2 separate regions of the Mus musculus genome follow, and region 1 is linked to region 2. The links are chromatin contacts, called in public promoter capture Hi-C maps. All regions are on one chromosome and are shown on one strand. Each heading gives the region's core, a stretch centred on a gene start, on an enhancer-like site or on the middle of the called end of the contact. The rest is flanking DNA. Distances are from core to core; before and after follow the strand shown. Region 1 holds the start of Prepl (prolyl endopeptidase-like). Region 2 holds the start of Cox7a2l (cytochrome c oxidase subunit 7A2 like).

Region 1 (2,700 bases), core at 109-2,608, 1.6 Mb after region 2:
CAAACAAAATAAAATAATTTGCAAATGAGTAAATGAACTTAATGGGAATCTCAGGTACTCAGAGGGGGTTCAAAAGCAAGATGGCTTTTATCTTACATAATTCTGGGCATATCATTGGGATGTGAAAGACAAATTAGAAAAAGCCTAAACCATGACATAAAAGGGGGATGCTTAGTTGTTGAGTGAGGCGAGGCGCCACATAGTTTTCACCTAGCTGTCTAGTTTAAGCTGCGTGTGCACTCGATGAGTGAGCTAGAGCTGGTCATTGTCCAGGTGGCCCAACTGTGGCTCTGGGGAGCTGGAGACACTCCCCCAACTCACTGATTCAGTGAACCGCCCAACTGACTGGCTCCTCCTCCTAGAGGAGCAATTGGATTTCACCATAAAAGGATAATGAATTAAAAACAACTGTAAGATGCACAAATAAAATGTCGAGTCATTTTTGGTTTCTTCTGGAAGGTAAAGATCATTTTAACTTCCATAACTACAGACCCAGGTTTAGGTCTTGGGCCTTGTACACTAACTGCATCTGGATTCAATTTTTTCACTTGTGGAACAGAAATTAACCATAGCACTTAATCTCTGCGGTTGTAGTTTTGTAACAAAACCAAACAATTTATTTTAAGAACTTAGTCCAAGTACCTGGCACATAGTAACCATTCAACAAAAGGTCGTTAATATTATTAGCATAGGGATAATTTAGCTATGCTAAACACTGTTGAGTGTAAAATGAGAGAAATCTTCTCTAACACGTTCCTTGGTAGCACAGAAACACTGCGTCAGTTTTGCCATAGATCCGACCAGCTATGACGCCCCCTCCCCCCCTTAATCTCTTATGTCGCAGCAAAATAATGGGCCAGTGGAGCAGTAGCCTAGAAGAAAAATGCTTTTAAATCGCTTAGTCTGTCCCCATAGCTCCAACCCATTCATCCACCATCTGCATTGAGAAGACCCTGTGCGAGGATAGGGAGACTGGTGGGGTAAGTAAGCAAATGGGTGCTCCCGGAGCACCTCCTCGTTTCCCGGTGCAACTGTGCATCCCGAACACGTCGTATTCACAGGACGTGAGGGAATGGTACGGGTCAGAACGTACAGAAGAGACAGGGATCAAAAAAGGGACCAGGGAAGTGAGGAATGGCTGGAAGGTGGGCAGAGGAATTAGGAAAGGGGAACCATCAGCAACCCTTCCATACGTACGCAAATCGAAAGACAGCTGGACGAGCGAAGGTAGAGAAGACAAATACGAGAAACCGAAGCTCTCCAGAAGGAGCTGCAGTCACCTCAGCCTTGTCCAGCCGAAGCCAGCCTCCAGCACCCAGCAAGAAAGACAACCTACCTCGCGCCGCCCAGAGCTAGTTTGCAGCACGCCGGTCTACGTAACACCAACCCAGACCGATAGGGAAGCGCATTTCGCCATCTTTATTATGGCCAGTGGTGGGCTTTTTCTCTTCCTGAACTCACTCATCTTAGGAGACAACTGTATTTCGGTTTTCTGGTATTCCGGCGAGCAAGAGACAAAGTGAGGAAAAAAAGAAAACAGCGAGGAAAGCCCTGTCTGCAGCTATTCCACAGTCCCCTCCCACTCCGGCTCGCCCTCACTTAAGATGGCCACCAGAAAAAGTGGTGCAATGAAGCGACGCCGCTGCTTTGGTTGCCAAGGAGACGCTAATACCGGAAATGCGGAATTCGGGGAGGGTGCACGGAAGAGCTGTGGGCCAGAGGCCGGGCGTCACAGGTCCTGACAGGGAAGAAGTTGGCAGGTCCTGACTGGGGAGAGCCGTGGCGGACGCAACCTCCGGGTCCAGTCAGCTCTGGAGATGGAGTCGCAGGTCGCGGCCGCTGGGGCTGCAGAGACTGAGGCAGAGGCGGGCAAGCGTCCCGCGATGGGCAGTGCCAGCCAGGGCTCGCTGGTCTCGGCGCCCAAGGGGGCCGTCCGGTGGCAGCTTCTGCGACAGGTAAGGGCGAGCGCTCGCCTGCCCTGCCTGTGGCCACTCCCCTCGCAGGTAGCAGGCAGCCCGTTTGTCGGGAGCCAAGCGAGAAGCGCCCCCTTGCTCCTTCATCTCCGCTGTCCCGCTGTCCCACCAAAAATGGGAGAGACTCTGGCGGGGCTGGAGAGCGGGACAGCCAGAGCGAGCTCTCAGAAACTCAGAAAATCCTTGTGCTCGCCTGTCTGGTGGGTGGGACCGCCTGTCTTCTCCGTGTGCTGCTCTTCTTTCCCGCCCCCTTTCCATCCTTATTTTATTTTTTGCTTCTTAACTCCCAGCCTGGTCACCTGGGTGCACTTTTTGGTCCCACATCTCTGGAGATCCGTGAGGTTCACTAATGGGATGGGGATTCTGCACGCGTTTCCTGGTTTTGTATATGGGAGAGTAAAGGGAGAGAGGGAAACCTACTGCTTGCTCCTTTTCCCGCCACGTGAAACTAAGTTTGGAGTCATTATTGGGATACTCGCTGCCCAAGGTTTAGCAACGAATCCAGATACTTCAGTCTTCCAAACCGCTCCAGTGAAGGCTGCTGTGTTTATAAGTTTTCTTAGTCATTGTGACTCCTCACAGCAATAGGAAAGTAACTAAGACAGTGGCCGGGGGGCAATGAGTCCTTAGTCTGTTATTTTACTTAGTTATTGCTTTTTAACAACCACATGTCGTATGTCATGCAATGTCTGTGAACCACCTGGTAGTCTCTTGATAAAACCTGAGT
Region 2 (2,717 bases), core at 13-2,512:
CAGCAGCTACCAGACACAACACAGCACTAGACACTGAACACCTAAACACTCTTGAGACTTTTCCTCCTCAACCTCCCATACGACCCTTCTTGGCCTCCTCTCTCCTGAAAGCACATCTACTCTTGTAATGAAATCATACTTAAACACTGTCCCTTAAGATGGAGTGTCCCATAGGGGTAGAAAAGAGGCAGTAATGACAATCTCTTTTACAGCCCATACAGGTCACTTACTATTCAAGGTTTTTCAGCTTCGTGTCCCACCAAGGCTTCTCGAACTATGCTGAGCAGTGATTCAGTTCAGGAGAATATATAGCATTTATCCAGCACCAACCATCTGCCAGAAAATCTGCTCACTCGACACATCACATTTAACCCAAGTTAATGCTGCCCCGAATTAGAAGGGGCAGTCAAGGTCACTAGATTAAGGCTGCTAAATTCAGTACTAACCCAGTATTAAGTGGAACTCTAAAATACCACATTTTCACAACACTGAGATTGGAGATGGGAACGCCATTGATAGGATCTAACTGGAACCTGGATAATGTCAGATTGCCCAGTAGTCAACGGTCACCGTCTGCCACTTTAAAACTAGCAAAAGCATAAACCTCGTTGGGTGTCACTTCCGATGCTTTCCCCAGTATGTATGTATGTATGTATGTATACACATATATATATTCCCATGCCTTATGAGCGAGCTTCTCAAATCCGCCCTCCCAGTCTTCCATTTGGTAGCTGGGTAAAGCTGCTTTCTGGGCTGTGACAGGGCCAGTAACAAGAGGAAGTCACAAAGGCCACCTCAACCAGAGAGAGCAGAAACCCAAACACAGTTATGTCACCTTCTGCAATCCTTCACAGATTCTACGGGAAATCCACCTTAAACAAGCAACCACCCCAGGGGTCACCTTGACCCCCGCAAGGTATCAGACCTGAGTTCAGTGCCATGCAAACCTCGCCTAGGGTGCAGCACACACCCAGAAACCTCGGCGACCGCTCCAAGCCTGCGTGGTTAAGGACACCAGGGGACACCAGCAAGCCGGACCGGTCGGCCGGCAGAAACCCTTCACGGCTCGAACCTCGCAACTGCCTGCCTCGGGCTGCTGTTCTCCGGCCCAAGGCGACGCGGCAAAAGTGTACCTGCGGGGTGTAGGCTTCCGAAGCCCAAGCTCCAGCCAACTTCTGCGTGAAACTGCTAAACTTGTAGTACATGTTGGCGGAGGCCCGCTTCGCACCGCCGCTGCCTGTGCGACCGCCCTAGAAAAGGACCCGGCTTCCCCTTAGGCCCGCCCAAAGCTCAGCGCAAGGACCTTAATCCAAAATGCGGACTGTCTAGAGAACGCCTGACTTAAAACATAGCCTCCTACGCAACGTCGGGGGGAAAAAACCGCGCTTTCTCAAGACCTAGAAACGAAAACAAACTCTAAAAGACATGGAAAGAGGCTGTGTTCAGGCTTCCCGAAAACTCAGGCTTCTCTGTACCACTCACTTGGATGTGGGCAGTGCCAAGGCGCCTTGACAGGTGCGCAAGCGTCCTGTGGACAAAGAGGGCGGCTGAGAGCGACACAGTCGGTCAGAGCGAGTTCTGGGCGGGGCCTAGAGCGGGGGCGGGCCCAGGACGTGGGTGGGGTCTCGTCAGGCCCAGGTCCCGCCCCATTTCAGGGTTATTAGTATCTGTTGAGGGGTCTTAATGTACCAAGGGTTGTTAGGAATTTCACCTCAGTTATGACAAGAACAGCTCTTTGGAGCCGTGAGTGCATCGCCTGTAAGCAAAATCCTGTCTCAATGCCGGGAAAAGTGACAGGAAAGGAAAGAGAGTGGGAGAGAAGGAGATAGGAGAGAGAAGAGGAAAGGGGAGAAAAGAGAAGAGAGATCAAGGAGGGAGATGGTGAGAGGAAGAAAGGAAAGAAGGGGTAGAGGGGAAGAGGAAAAAGAGGTGAGGGAGAGAGAGGAAAGAGGGAAGAAAAGAGGGAAGGAGGAGAGAAAAGAAAGAGGAAGGGGAGAGAGGGAAGAAAGGAAAGAGAGGGAAGGGAGAAAAGAGGGAAGAAGAGGGAAGGAAAGAGGGGAGAAGGAAAGAGAGAGAGGGGAGAAGAAGAGGGAAGAATCTATAGGCTTTGTGTAGACGTAAACTTAAAGCACCTGTGTGTGCATCTTGCGCTTTTGAGAGTGAGATTTTGTCAGCATTCATTTGGTTGCTCATCTCTTCCTAGGCCCTGTTCTTTGAGATAAACGTATGCAGGGGAGGTGACTGGGAACACTTGTGAAATCTCTACCTTCTGCTTGAATGATGCGCAGTTACAGCTTCCTGGTTATGGTTATACTCTGCCGCACCATGCAGTGTGACTTAAGCTTCCACTCTGAGTCGAATACTGCATAAACAGAGTGTGCCGGCTTCCTAACCTCCAGGAACAAGTTTTTAGTCCTATCATTTAACCAGAGGTTTTTGCACACACATTATAGATTTATGCATACTATATTTTAAATGTAAGTTGGTAATGAATAGCTGATGATGCCAAGCTTAACATAGTATTTTCTCTAAATGCATTGAACCCCCACAACCCGAGAATTGGTACTATGACCATCTCTATTTTACAGCACAGAAGAACGGAGCGACTTGCTGAGGACAGCAATTAGTGGCAGAGTCAGGCACCAGGCTCAAGAGTACAGATAAATAGATATAAATCCAGGGCTGGAGAGAGAGCTCAGCGGTTTTAAGAGCACTGA

The links. Promoter capture Hi-C pulls out the DNA fragments that hold promoters and counts their contacts.
Region 1: a promoter capture Hi-C map of neutrophils shows a contact between it and region 2, with 4 times the contacts expected there. The contact joins the promoter of Prepl here to the promoter of Cox7a2l in region 2.

What each region holds. Positions count from the first base shown.
Region 1 is chr17:85,088,909-85,091,608 of GRCm38.p6, forward strand. Prepl (prolyl endopeptidase-like) reads right to left here and starts at 1,359. Exons shown (of 15, transcript NM_001163622.1): 1 at 1,198-1,359. Camkmt (calmodulin-lysine N-methyltransferase) reads left to right here and starts at 1,718. Exons shown (of 11, transcript NM_028576.3): 1 at 1,718-1,955. The coding sequence starts at 1,818.
Region 2 is chr17:83,513,071-83,515,787 of GRCm38.p6, forward strand. It overlaps Cox7a2l (cytochrome c oxidase subunit 7A2 like), which reads right to left and starts at 1,263. Exons shown (of 3, transcript NM_009187.3): 1 at 1,134-1,263. The coding sequence starts at 1,205.